2 separate regions of the Rattus norvegicus genome follow, and region 1 is linked to region 2. The links are chromatin contacts, called in public Hi-C maps. All regions are on one chromosome and are shown on one strand. The core of a region is the stretch at or near the end of the contact, and the rest is flanking DNA. Distances in the headings are between cores, read along the strand shown.

Evidence for each region. Hi-C and Micro-C count contacts between places; a contact is called where the count stands out from the background.
Region 1: a Hi-C map of kidney shows a contact between it and region 2, with 2.6 times the contacts expected there. The contact joins the promoter of Foxj3 here to the promoter of Ybx1 in region 2. A contact is called at or near these places in 1 of 12 Hi-C or Micro-C datasets (kidney) and 1 of 1 datasets of contacts at active chromatin or transcription factors (oligodendrocytes).

Annotation. Positions count from the first base shown.
Region 1 is chr5:138,422,857-138,429,933 of GRCr8, forward strand. Foxj3 (forkhead box J3) reads left to right here and starts at 3,307. Exons shown (of 13, transcript NM_001107971.4): 1 at 3,307-3,588.
Region 2 is chr5:138,182,057-138,189,219 of GRCr8, forward strand. It overlaps Ybx1 (Y box binding protein 1), which reads right to left and starts at 2,132. Exons shown (of 8, transcript NM_031563.4): 1 at 1,833-2,132; 2 at 1,370-1,433. The coding sequence starts at 1,992.

The DNA of each region.
Region 1 (7,077 bases), core at 2,057-4,556, 240 kb after region 2:
TCCCAGATTAAAGGTGTGTACCACCACGCCTGGATCTGGGACTTGCTTTGATCCAGGCTAACTATGAACTCAGAGATCTCCTTGCCTCAGTCTCCTGGATTAAAGGCATATACTACCTTGCCTGGGCCTAAGCTTTTCATGGCCACTATGCCTCAAGATTCCTATGCTAAGATCCAGGTCATAAACTTGTCTCTTCCAGCCTCAAGATCTGGATCATGGGTGTGCCCTCCAATTCTGGATTGCAGTTCATTCCAGATATAGTCAAGCTGATAACCAGGAAAAACCATTACAGAGGTAGTGAATGGGTACTTAAGTTTCTCAGAGAGATTCCTGACTGGTCTTTCATGATCCTGATCTAAGCTTCATGTTAAATTCTGGTGACACCTGGCTTGTTTACCCCTCCTACAAATGGAAACAGCTATACCCATCTCTTTAAGAGCAGTACCCGGGCTGCTCTTTAGTTTTCCTTTGTCTATAGCCTAGGAAAAAGGTGAACTTTGAGACTTAAGAGGCTGGGAAGGCTAATGTTAATTATGTTCAACTAAGGATCCACTTGATTGACCAGCAAGTCAGGTAATTCCAATTCTTTCTGGAGCTCTGGGACAGTCTACCCTTTCCCAGAAAGTTGGCAAGGGGGTCAGTGGGGGCATCCTCTTTGGGACTATGTTCTCCTTGTCATAGTGTTATGTAATCAATTTTCTTATTTCCCACTAGACTATGAATTCTCTGTTGTTGAGACAGGGTTCATGTGGCCTAGGGTGGCCTCAAACTCATGATCCTCCTGCCAGTTTCTCCAGAGCTGAAGTTATAAACATACATCTAGATGAATTATTTTTCTTTTTTTTTTTTTTTTTTTGGTTCTTTTTTTTTCGGAGCTGGGGACCGAACCCAGGGCCTTGCGCTTCCTAGGCAAGCGCTCTACCACTGAGCTAAATCCCCAACCCAATGAATTATTTTTCAAATTATTTATTGTGGTGTATGTGTGCGTGTGTGTGGTCAGAGACAACCTTGTGAGATTGGTTCTTTTCTACCCTTACATGGATTCCAGGGATTAAGTTCTGGTCACTAGGCTTGTGCAGCAATCTCCTGTACCTGTTGAGCCATCTTGCTAGCCCCTAGACGGATAACTTTAAAGTATAAAAACCTGTATCCTATTTTCCTGTGTGGTACTTAGGTTATCACCTCCACCCTGGGTAATGTCACCTCTGACTTCCTATCCTGTACGCTAAGCAGAGTGTTTACTGTTTAAAGCTCTATAGAGACAGTTTAGCCCACAAGATCTCCCTCTGTCCTTATCTTTGACCTCTCCTGGCCTCACTACTTCCTAACACTGCCAGGATGATTTAACCAGTTACACTGAATCCCTTCACTTCTTTCAGGCCTCTGATTCAAGTTGCCTCATTATTGTGGCTCACCAAGGCAGCTCTTTTTAATCCCCCCCTCTCCCCCCGGAGCTGAGGACCGAACCCAGGGCCTTGCGCTTGCTAGGCAAGCGCTCTACCACTGAGCTAAATCCCCAACCCCCGAAGCAGCTCTTTTTAAAAGGACTATCCTTTTAGTGTTTCACACAGCTCTGTCCTGACCACTTTTTCCTCGTTTCATTCAACGTTCTCTAACATTATTACATAATTCTTTTTATTTTTATCACCTTTCTCTCTGTCTGAGAGGGAATGATAGTACCACCTACATCCCCTTTCTGTTCACTGATTCATCTTAAGCACTAAAGTAGTGCCTGGTACAATAACTTTTTAAGTCCGTCTCACTGGAGTATTCTGGAGAGAAGTGAGTACTTTGAATCCCCATTGCCTGGAGATGCTTGCCAGACGAAAGTGTTCAATGCGTGATAAAGGAATGGAGGGATGGTTTCACGATGTCTTAGCTCAGCAAAGTCACCAGGGTCATTCTCTTAGATCTTTGCCTTCTCTTTCAACCAAACTCACTGACATCCATCTACCCATCAAATGCCCAAATCCTGAGCAAATGCTTTAAGTTCCCAATTGTTCTTGAGGCTGCAGGGAAGAGTACGTGACTTAATACAGCATCTGCGCAGCAAATAATACCTCCCAAGGTAATTAAGTGTATAAGGACAGGGCAGGTTGTCAGCGCTAATAGTTCAAAGGTAGGATCACTGAAGACTGAGGGAAAGTCCAAAGTTTACCGGAAGTCTGAACAACCCTACTAAACGCTCCACCTGTTGATAACGAGGTCACGACCTGGCTAGCTAACTCGAGATGGAGAGGGTGACGCGGCAGGGGTAATGACAAGATGACATGCCTGGGTAGGGAGGGGCCTCGAACCCGGGTTCTTGACATTCCGAAGGACGCGTGTCCCCAAGCAAGGTCCAAAGCGCCCCAGTGGCGGCCGGGAAAATCTGCGCTGTGTGCTTGTCGGGGCCGCGCAGTGACAAGAGGCTGGAAGGCTGGGAGGTCACGAGGCGCATTCCTCAGGAGTTGGAATCCCGAGAGAGGGGCCAGGGACGCCTCGGCAGCTCTCACGCCTGAGGCGCAAGCACTGCAAGGCTCTCCGCACCCCCCACCGCCGGTTCCCGCTGGCCGCACGGAGGCAGAACCGCGAGAGCCTAGAGGCACTACTTGTCCCCGCGGAGGGATCCCTCGCAAATTGCCGCTGCAGCGACGGGGCGGGCCGTGGCGCCGAGGACGCCCGGCCGGGAGCGCTGAGACGTCGCGGGAGGCGGGGGTGGGAGGGAGAGGGCCGGGAAGTAGTTCCGGGTGCGCGGCCCCGGATGTTGGCTGCTCCCGCCGCCGCCGCCGCCGCCGCCGCCGCTCTCGGCGCCGCTCCCGGCCTGGGCCGCTCGCTGAGGGCGCCGTTGGGACCTTTCGCGGGGAACAGAGACGCACGCAGCGGCCGGGGGCTCGGCCGGGCCGTCCGGGCCTGCGCAGCCTGAGGTGAGCACGCGTCGCCAGGGTCTCGTCGGGGCTGGGGCGGCGGGCGGGGAGGCGGGGCTGGGGCATCTCCCGGGACGCGGGCGGGGGCTGCCCTGGGCGAGCGGCGCTCGCTGTCCTCAGCGCACGCTCCCAGTGGCCGGCGGTGGGCGCAGGGCTGGGCCGGCCTGGTGGCGCGGCCCTCCCTCGCCCGCGGCGCCGCTCCTCAGCTGCCGCTGCCCCTCAGCTCAATGCCGCTCGCGCCCGCCCCTCCCCCAGGTGGGCCCGCGGTGCGGATGCCGGGGCCGCGGAGGACCGCGACAGTCGCGCCCTCATCGCTCCGTGACCTGCCCCTGGCCCGGGCTCGTCCGGTTCCCGGCGCGATGCGCGCTCTGGGCGCTATTCTGCCGGGACGGGGGTCAGTGCCTCGTGGGCCGCGGGTACCCTGCGGGGGTGAGGAGGCTGGGGCGAGGGTCCCATCTTCTGTCCTATCCTGTCCCTGCGTCCTTCTCTGGCATTGGGGCAAAGGCAGACTTCGCATGCGGACGTGTTGCTGCTGTCCTGCGTGTGTTGCATCCTGCCCACGTGGTAGTGTCCCGTCCCTCCCACCCCGTCCATTTTTTGCAGTTGGTCAAGATGTTTTTCCCTCGTGCTTTACCCCCCGTCTACCCTGTGATTTCTTCTGGGCAGCGTGGAAGATGTTAAGGTCAGTTTGTCTTGTCGAGGATGACTGTTGTTTGATGGAAGAATCAAGAGTTGTACTCTTACGAAATTGAGACTAGTAGGGGACATACCAGACCTTAGTTCATTGACACCTTTTCAACTCCAGTAGCTCTTGCTCTTTTCTCTACTACTCAGTCCTCCAGAGACAAGCGCTTGCTACTGATGTGTTGGTGTGTACGGTTTCTCTATTCTACTTGGTTGTGTCTCTTTGGCCTAGTATTTTCTAGTCCGTGTTGATGCAGGGCTCAAGTTGTTGCTGGATTTCTGAATGAGTCGTGACAGGGAGCTCGAAACTGGTGGGCTGCTTTTCGCCTTTCACTGTTCATTTGTCTTTATTTCTTCCTTGTGTTTTGTTCCCTAGTGAGAAAGCATGCATGCTCCATTGGGCATGATGCACGTAGATTATTCTCTAGTAGAGGCACTAGGTAGTCCCGCTTGCTGTTTTGAAAGTTCTTTTAGTCCACGTTTCTAAAATGCACTAGGTACTATTGGGCTCTGTTTTTTTTTTGTTTTGTTTTGTTTTTTAAACACTTTTAAATACGGGTCTCCCACCCAACCTTCCTTTAATATCTCTTCCAGGTTAACTGTTTACATCTTTCCCTCTTTGGAGACCATAGATTGCTCTCTTTACAGGAGCAGTGACGCTTTTTAGTGTTTTTAAACCACAGTATTTATGGAGAAAACGATAGCTGCTCATTTTTTGGGGGGCCAAGTTATCTCTATGTTTATGTTAGGAAGGGATATGTAGATGTTATTTAGTTTTTGAGTTTTTTGTTTAAGATGAACTTGAAGCTCTTTTCTGTTTGGTTTTGTATTGGATTGAGGTAGATCTTGCTCTGTTTTGTGCTGCTGGGAGTTCCCAATGACTTTATTAGGTGGTTTGTGGATGAGGTCAAGAATGTTTATTTTGGTTTTCAGTTTGTTTGGGTGAAATAAAAATTACTATTTTGAAGTCACTCTTTTTGATGTGAAAATTTCCAGTATTCTCTTGTTTTTCACACTGAAGTTTTTCCTTTTTTCATTTTAATTTTAGACAGTCTTATGTAGACCAGGTTGACCTCTAATACACTGTGGTTAGGGCTGACTTTGAACTCTTGTCTTGCCTTCACCTCCCAAGTACTGAAATTACAGGCTGTGTTACTACTGTAACTGCCTACCTGCCTACATTGTAGCCTTAAAATGTATTTCTGATAGTGCCTTTCCTTTTTTATTTGATACAAGTGTCAGCATATTCTTCCTTTTCCTTCTATGTAGAATAAAAGTTTTTTTTTTTTTTTTTTTTTGGTTCTTTTTTTCGGAGCTGGGGACCGAACCCAGGGCCTTGCGCTTCCTAGATAAGCGCTCTACCACTGAGCTAAATCCCCAGCCCCGAATAAAAGTATTTAAATACAGATTCTGTTTTCATTATGCTAAGTATGGGTGGGGCGGTGAAAAATAGAATGTTCTGATATACTCAGACATATTTTTATAACAGGGCAGTCAGCATTTGTATACTTCTGTAAAACACAGTGCTGTGAAGTAAGATATATAGAGACAAGGACTAAAATACTAGTGTCTGAAAGCTTCAACTTGTGTTGAAAAGGAGGAGCAGTTGTCTGCTTATGGAGAATCAGCTTTACTCATCATTTTGTGTATTAAATAACAGCAGACTTATATTTGAAATAATATGACCAAATAAATGGTGTGAAAAAGGAATTTTCACAAAAAAAAAAGGTGAGGAGACAGGTGTGTTTAGGAGATTACAGGGCTGTCACAGAGCATTGCATTGGTGAGTAATAGGAACCTTGGCTGAGGATCTGTCAGGATAGGAGATTTGGTTTGATAGGCTGCCATAGTGCTTTCTTAAGACAGTGGAACGATGTACCTGAGGTAGGTCTATGTCAGCTGAGTGTGCAGGAAAAGGCAACCTGACTAGAATATTCTTGGAGAGTTTTAGGAATAATAGTCTGACATAAGAGACTGGTTGTGAAAATAAAATAATAGCGTTTATTGAATGGTTTACAGTGTTCCCAGAATTGTCAGCTTTTACATATACCTGTGTGGTGCGCAGTCAGGTGAGCTGTAGGTTTGCAGGGATGGGCCTGTAAGTGGTATAGTAAAACACTTGAATAGATGTTTTTCAGGAGAGATACTGTATAGTGGGGGAAACCTGCAGAATTTGGGGTTTTACAGTAGGCTAATAGAAAAATAAAGCATTCTGAGAAGAACCAAGAAGTAATTTCTGTCACAGAAGCCAAGAACAGGAAGATTTTCTACAAAGTAGGATTGTTGACAATATTTAATTCAGTTTTAAAATTCAGACTCTGACCTTAATGCAAAGATGGATGAACTAGACAAGAAGGAATTTTAAAAGAAAGGTAACATGACAAATTAGGTTTTCACCAATCTGTAGAGATTTTATGCTGGTTAAGGTTTCCTCTGGTGGTGGTATTCTTCTTCTTCTTCTTATTGATCATATCAGAGTTATTCAATGATCAAAAATGGAGTTTATCTTTGGAAAAGAAACTAGTGTTCTATGCCTTTTATCCCAGCACTTGGGAAACAGAGGAGTAAGAGTATCTCTGAGTTCCAGGGCAGTTAGGACTACCTACTGCAAACCTATCAAACCAAAAAAGAAACTAATGTTCTTTTTAGATTTATTTATTTTATGTATGTGAATAAACTATAGCTGTCTTTAGACACACCAGAAGAGGGCATTGGATCTCGATCCCAATGCAGATGGTTGTGAGGCATCATGTGGTTTCTGGGAATTGAACTCAGCAGTCAGTGCTCTTAACCAATGTGCTATCTGTCCAGGGAAACTAGTGTTCTGAAGAAAGTTCTTGTTTGTTTTTCCTTTCCTTCTTTTCTTTTTTCTTTTTTGAAACAGGGTCCTGACTGTTCTGGAACTCTCTATGTAGACCAGACTGGCTTCAAATTCAGAGATCTGTCTTCCTCTGCCTCCTGAGGCCCGAATTAAAGGCATTCCCCTTCAAACACCTAAGGGTCACACTGTTTCACACTGACAGACTTTTGTGTCTGACTTTGCCCTTGTTTTAAGGGTTGTTGATACTGGTATGTGTTAGTGTCTCAGCCCCTTTTATAAAAGCCAGATATTCTACAGTCTGGATATACTGTGCTTTTTTTAATCCATTCTTAATTCATTTAAACCCTTCACTCTATCAACTTCACTCTCCTAATTCTGACTTCATTTTTAGTCTAATAAACTCTACTGTGCTCTAGTAGGCATTAGGAGCTAAAGGTAAAAGTAAGTCATAATTGGTCCTTAAGCATGTGTAGCGTGTGATTTATATGTATTTTCATATATTATCTCATTTGATCACACAGCAAACCTGTGGTGTAGGAAAAACATCTTTAGGATGAAAAGCTAGGTTAGGTGACTTGGCCAGGATTGATTGCACTTAAAATACTGGAGCAGATGTCATTGTCATTTATTTTTGCCAATTCCACCACTCTTACTTAAAGGATCCAT
Region 2 (7,163 bases), core at 882-3,381:
AATGGGGCGAGGGTTAACACTGTCCTTTGGAAGGCGAATGCAGACCACTCTGGCATCACCTGGGACCATCAGGTGGAAATCTCAACCAACCCACGAACAGCAGCCACCAGGAAACCAACTAGCACAAGCACCAAAGCATTACAGTCTTCTTTGCTCACTAGTAACCCTCTGGGGGAAAAAAAAAAACATGGAAAATGTATCGGTGGTCAGGAAGGCTAACTGCCAGCGACAGGAGAAATCTTAGTCTGGAAAAACAAAATGTTTCCTTCTAACTGCAACTGTAGAGTACAGACATTAAGTGATTGTAATAGCTTTTGCTTGAGTGTTTCCACAACTGGTGTGTGGCTCAGTGAACGTTTTTTCATCACTCCGATAAAAAGCCTAGCTGCTGCCCATTCACAAGCACTGTGCCGCTCTTCAGCGTTCTTTTCTCCATCTACTTATTTAACGCCTTCTAAGCGAGCATGTAAGAGAGAAAATGCTGAAATGGCGCCAAGTCTCACAGCTGTACGGCCAGGATTGCTGCTGGCACTCGCCGTGCTCTACACCCATGCAACTGCACTAGCCTTGGCAGCCATCTTGAAAAAGATGCCGGGCTCCCTTGTGAGCCCAGAGTGCAGGCACTGACTGCACTTAACACCGCCGTCTACAAATCCTTCTCTGGATATGAAGATATAGTTTACAACTCTACGCCAAATACCAGCAAGGCGAAGTTCCCAAGCACTTAAGGCCACTCCAACAAGATATAGCCAAGCTTAAGAAAAATTGATTTGATCAACATGATTCCTGACAAGGAAGTAGGAGACATAAAAAATGAGGAAGAACCATTTCCTTTCAGATGTATTACTTGCCGTCTGGACAAATAAGAGCCCTCTTTGGCTAAAGAAAATGTGTTCGAGGTACTAAATTGGACTGCATATTTGAGTCTTCTAAACAAAGGCAACAGAACCTCATAGTACAGATAACATCTCAGGCACTTGACATGTCAAATCACGTTTCCCGAGAGGTTAACAAGGTGAAAGATCATCTGTATGTTAATTAGTGGGTCACATTCTCACATAGCAATTTCAAAGAAGCAGAAAAGGATGTCAAGGTTAAAAACGTGCTTAGCCTGGAGTTGCCTCAGTTTGATGCAAGGTAACTGTTAGGGCATGGTTCATGCGCCGCGCTTGCCTTGACCTGCTTTGTGCAAAAGCTTTGAGGCTAGCTCAAGATTGGTACGTAACGGCAAAACAAAGCAAGTCTACGGACCCACTAATCCAGTAACCCAAGGTCCCAATCCCCCACCCTGTCATGCCCGTGGCGGCTCCAGCCCATGAAGACTGCCCATGCAGGAGGCGGACCCGAGCTTTCTACACCGGCATCTCACCTGTTGATGAAACCGTATCCGTTCCTTACATTGAACCATTTTACTGTTCCCAAAACCTTCGTTGCTGGAAAACAAAGCACAACAACGTCCAATCACCAGCTGGCCCTGGAAGTCCGTCCAGGATCCGGCCGCAGGCCCGGGCCGCCGCCCTCGCCGCACACGTGGGTGCGCCGGGTAGCGCGGGTCCGAGGTGGGTGTGCGCCCGGGAGGCGAGCACGTGAGGGCTGGGAAAGCAGCCCGCGCTGCTCCGGCTGCGTAGGCGGCGGGGCGGGGACCCCGAGCACGAGGCCCCGGGGCGGGTGGGCGCGGGGGAGGGGCGGCAGCGGCCGGAGCAGCGGCGGGATCCCGGTGTGCGCGCGCCGCGAGCCCCGGGGGGAGGGGCGGCCGCGTAGTCGGTGGCTCGGGCCGCGTCGCCTAACGGTCTGGCTCCGCGGCCCCACCCCCGGGCCCTTCTGGCGCTCACCGATGACCTTCTTGTCCCCGCCGGCGGGCGCCGCCGATGTGAGGCCGCCCGGGCCGCCACTACCCGCGCCGCTGCCCGTGGAGCCGGGCTTGGTGTCGGCGGCGCTGAGGGCGGCGGCGGGGGCGGCGGGCGGCTGCTGGGTCTCGGCCTCGCTGCTCATGGTTGCGGTGATGGTGACTGGGGCCGGCGGCGACGGCTGCGGCTCCTCCCGGGTGTGATGGTGACTAGGCCGGCGGCGGCGGTGGGGCTCTCAGGGCTCTCTGGGGTCCGCTCTCCGCTCCCGCTACCGATCGAACTAGCGAGAATGGCGGGACGGGCGGGATAAGCCCCGCGGTAGACCCGCCCTCGTCCTCTCCCATTGGCCTACATCGTTGTCCATCTCACCACCTGACCGGGTCTCTAGCACCTATTGGCTCACGCTGCGCGGCTCCTGTGCTCTCATTGGTACCTTTAGCGACTAATTCGCCCGACCCACAGCTTCTCCGGCCTCCGCCGCCATAGAGACCGGAACTAGAATGAGAGCCTGGGCCGAGAACACCATAGAGTACCGGGAGGACGCGCAGAGGGAACGTTCCCGCACGGGGCTGCGCTTGTCGCGCACGTGGGCCGCGGCCGCTGGGCCTACTCCGGCCTTCTATAAGGGGTTCCTTCCCACGGCTGGGTGAACGCTGAGGCCTTCTTAATGGTTCAGGCTTTTTGGTGATCCAGTCACTTTGGAGGGACCACGCAGGCGCTCGGGCTGCCACGACTCAGCGTGTTTAGGGCGGGGGTGATCGTTTCCCCCGGGCGTACGAGGAATGTATTTCATACTGGCCACCGATCAGATTTAACTTCGTCTCACATTTATTGGATATTAGTGGGGTTTTTTTTCTTTAAACTAAGCAGCACTGTAGATAAGGGTTGCTAGCCGTGTTTTATACACTAAAACACGCACCTTCTGTTCCTGAAGCCTTCCGCCTACCTTCATTCATTCTTTATTAACTGGAGATTGAAGTAGTTTGACAGTGAGTTTCTGCTTTCTGATGGAGGCAGAAATTTAAACGCCCAACACTTCTTGGCTGGGTGAGCGCAGCGTTTGGGGAGTGGAAGCAGGAAGAGTTGGGTGGTGACATTTCAGGAAAAGGTAGGTTTGTAAAAGGCCTAGAAAAGATAGGGCCTCTAGGAGAATGCAAATAAGGAGTCCAATCGACGTAGGATTTAGAGGTGGGCAGGGTCAACTAGGTGTTTTTAACGCCCGATCCAACCTGAGATCGCCAGTAAGGAGTAGCATGGTTAAAGAAAGGCTGCTGCTTGGAGAATGGGCTGCAGAGAAAGAAGGGATGGGAGTAGGGGAAACAGTTAAAGAGGATCTGAGATGGCTCAGTGTGTAAAGGCACTTGACCAAACCTGAAGACACGAGTTCTTTCCCTGTAATGGAAAGAGAAAGTTAGCGTCTTCCTGTAAGTTGTAGTTTGACCTTCCCACGAGGAGCACCGGCACACCTCTACTTCCCAGTAAATAAATACATGTAATAGAAACACACACACACACAAAAAGCTAATGCAGTAAATCCTTGGCCCTGACACTCCACTTGCCTTCCTCAATCAGTTCTGAAAAATAGGATCATGAAGCCAGTCTAGTTTTTCTGCCATGACTTTTGGTGATTGGCACTGCTTAGAAGAGAACCCGCAAAAATATAAGGGCCAAATATGAAAGGCTCTGTGGGCTGCTGGGTCAACTAGGTCCAAAAGCAGAGGATACCTGTGCTTTGAATTTTTTTGTTTTGTTTTACTGAAAATAGTCTTATTTTTATTTGGGGGGTGGGGATGGGGGCTGTGGGCCACCATGAACACTGGCGTGGAAGAAAGACAACTTGTAGTCCTTCCTGGTGTCAGTATCAAGCACCTTTAGGAGTAACATCAGAGTGGAGTTAGAAATGGGATGTAGCCTTTGCTTGTTACAAAGTTGTCTTTAAATTGCTGTACTACATACAACATTTCAGATTCTCTTTCTTTTTAGTGTTTTTGTTTTGTTTAGTTTTTTTTGAGACAGGGTTTTCTTGTGTAGCCGGGCTCGGTCTCAAACTCTCAAGCCTGGTTAAAGCATTCAAACATTAAAGGCGTGTACTGCCCCATCCAGACCTCCTTTCTAAATATTCCTCCAAACAGCCAATGCTCTATTGAAAACACTGGAACTCTTTAGTGACTGCCATTACATTGCAGTCAGTTCCTTACTGTGGTATGACTTCTCCAAATGCACCCCCCACCTACTCATCCCTTGTTCAACCTACCAGGGACTCTCTCTTTTTTTTTTTTAATGATTTTTTTATTATATGTATATGAATACACTGTAGCTGTCTTCAGACAGGCCAGAAGAGGGCATCAGATCCCATTACAGATGGTTGTGAGCCACCATGTGGTTGCTGGGAATTGAACTCAGGACCTCTGGAAGAGCAGTGAGTGCCCTTAACCACTGAGCCATCTCTCCATCCCTCTTTTTTTTTTTTTTTTAAGCTGTTATCTCTCTCTCTCTAGCTGTTAACTATGTATTATATTCTCCATTCTTTAAATTCCTCTTGTAACATTCTCCGCTCTATCCCCTTTTGAGACAGGGTGTCACTTGGAAGCTTGGACTACCTGGTCGTCATGGTCCTGTCCTTGTGTCCTTGGTAGTAGCCGCACCTTCATGCCTGCCCGTCCCTTGAGCATCTGTCTACCTAGTGCCTAACATAGAATGGTTTTGTTTTGTTTTTTTTTTTTTTGTTTCGTTTTGAGACAGGGTCTCACTATGCCTGGAACGCACAAAGATCTTCTTCCTGACTCTCGTTTCTCAAAGGCTGGGATTAAAGATGTGTGCTACGATGTCAAGCAATGTAACGTTTTAATATATTCTTGTTTTGTTTCTGTGGTGCAAGGGTTGAAGTTAATCATCTGTTTAATTACACAATATGAAAAATGAATCAAAGAAGTGCTTGTGGCCACAGGGCCATTTGGGCAGTATTCCAGGTAAAAAGGCTTGGGGCAGCAATGTGCAGAGAGGAGGTAGGTACCAGGGCTGCTGTTCATGTATCCTTCCTCAGCATGTCCTGTAGACTTGAGACTTTCCCAAAGTTATAAAGGCACTTGGAAAATGACAGCAATGGCAACAGGATGTGGTGGGCACCTATACTCTCAGAAGCTGAGAGAATGAGGCAGGAGGATCTCACTGATTTACAGGCCATCGTGGACTATATAGTAAGTTCCAGGCCAGTATGGATAGAAAAAGAATAAATGACCAGGGTCTTGGGAGATGGCTCTGTGGTTCAAGCACTTTCAGCTCTGGAGTTAAGACTGGATACCCAGAATACATGCTGAGTGGGCATGGCAGCCCTCTTGGGATTTCAGCCTGGGAAGGCAGACACTGGATCCCCAAAACGAGCTAGCCTGCAATACTAACCGTACCATCCTGCCTTGGGTTTGATTGAGAGACGCTGTCTTCATGAATAAACTGGAATAGCAAAAGAGAAGATTCTGGACATCAACTGTTAGCCTACACACACGCACGCGCACACACACACACACACACACACACACACACACACACACACACAGAGGTACCCCCACACATGAAACAATGTGTACGGGCACACCAAATACAAGAAATGTGGAAAGGGCTAGAGACATGGCTCAGTGGTTAAGAGCACTGACTGCGCTTCCAGAGGTCCTGAGTTCAAATCCCAGCAACCACATGGTGACTCACAACCATTTGTAATGGGATTGGATGCCCTCTTCTGGTGTGTCTGAAGACAGCTATAGTGTATTCATATATAATAAATCTTTTTAAAAATGTGGAAAGATGGGGTTGGGGATTTAGCTCAGCGGTAGAGCGCTTGCCTAGCAAACGCAAGGCCCTGGGTTCGGTCCCCAGCTCCGAAAAAAAGAAAAAGGAAAAAAAAAAAAAGAAAAAAAATGTGGAAAGATTAACTGCTGTGGAGAGATGGTATCTTGAAGTACCAATTTTGTCCCGTCTGTCTGTCTTTGTTGCTCAGGAGTGTCCTTACTTCCTCACTCGGTACTCATCCATGTGCCCTCATGCTTTGCTGTAACATGACGATGAGGCATTAGGATGCACTAATGCAAGCACCTTAATTCCAGCATCCAGGAGGCACAGGGAGGTGGATCATTGAGTTCCAGGACAGCCTGGTCTACAAAGTGAATGCCAGGATAGTCAGGGCTACACAGAGAAACTATCTCAAATAAATAAATAAATAAATAAATAAATAAATAAATAAATAAACAAACAAACATCCCAGCATCAACAGGTCCTGTTGAAATTCATTTCCTGTCCCAAATTAGGGACTCTCCATTCCTTTCTGCTAGTCATCCCCCTCACCACCACCATCAGTTTGTTAGTCCTTGAATCCCCTCAAATACAATTCTGGTTTCTGCTTTTAAGGAATGCAAGGGGGCACATCCCAGGAATGTCCTTTGCAAAATAGCTCCCCCTTTGTTCCCCTGTAGTCACAGGCTCTGATTTAGAAACACACCTTGACCCACCCACCCAGGCATCCTAACCCCAATCCATACATCAGCATTTACATCACAGTCAACTCTTCCAGGCCTTCCTTTAAGAGAGAGTCTCAGCTCTGGGTGGCCTGGAACTACGAAGACAGGGCTGGCCTCAAACTCATATACACTTGCCTCTGCTTCCCAAGTGCCCGGTGCCTTCAAAATGTTAGTATTTTTGTGTCTATGGTGTGCACGTGTCTGTGTGTGGGTCTCTGAGCACTATGGCTCGGATGTCAGTCCTCACTTTACTGGTGCCGAGGCGCTTCTACCATGGCTGCACATTTCAGGCGAGCTGGCAAGCGTCCCTAGAACTCTGTTTCAACTTCCCATCTTGCTGTTCACGCACTGGGATTATAAACACATCTGGCTCTTAGATGTGTTCTGGGGAGCTCAACTGACACCATCATACTTGCCCAGGAAGGCTTTTATTGGATGAGCCATCGCTCCTGCACCTGAAAAGCCTGCTCCAAGTTTCTATTTTATTTTTTAAATAAAATTTTATTTTTTATTTAATTTTTAAATTTTACCTCTTCTCTCCCTTTCACCTTATCTCTCCACTCTACCTGAACATCTGGTTCATATAACATATAGATTGGCCATCTAGTAGATATTAGATACTTAGTTTTTCCAGATGTTAGGAACACAGCAGTTACAAACAAAAATCCTGCTAAAACTAGACACCAGACCACACTTCCTGCTTTTACCACCTGCCTGGCTCCTGTCATAAGCATGGGCCCCATCTTACTCATTACTGTGTCAGCAGAGACCAGCAGGGCAGCCGCACCAGGTGTCAGTGAGCTCAGCT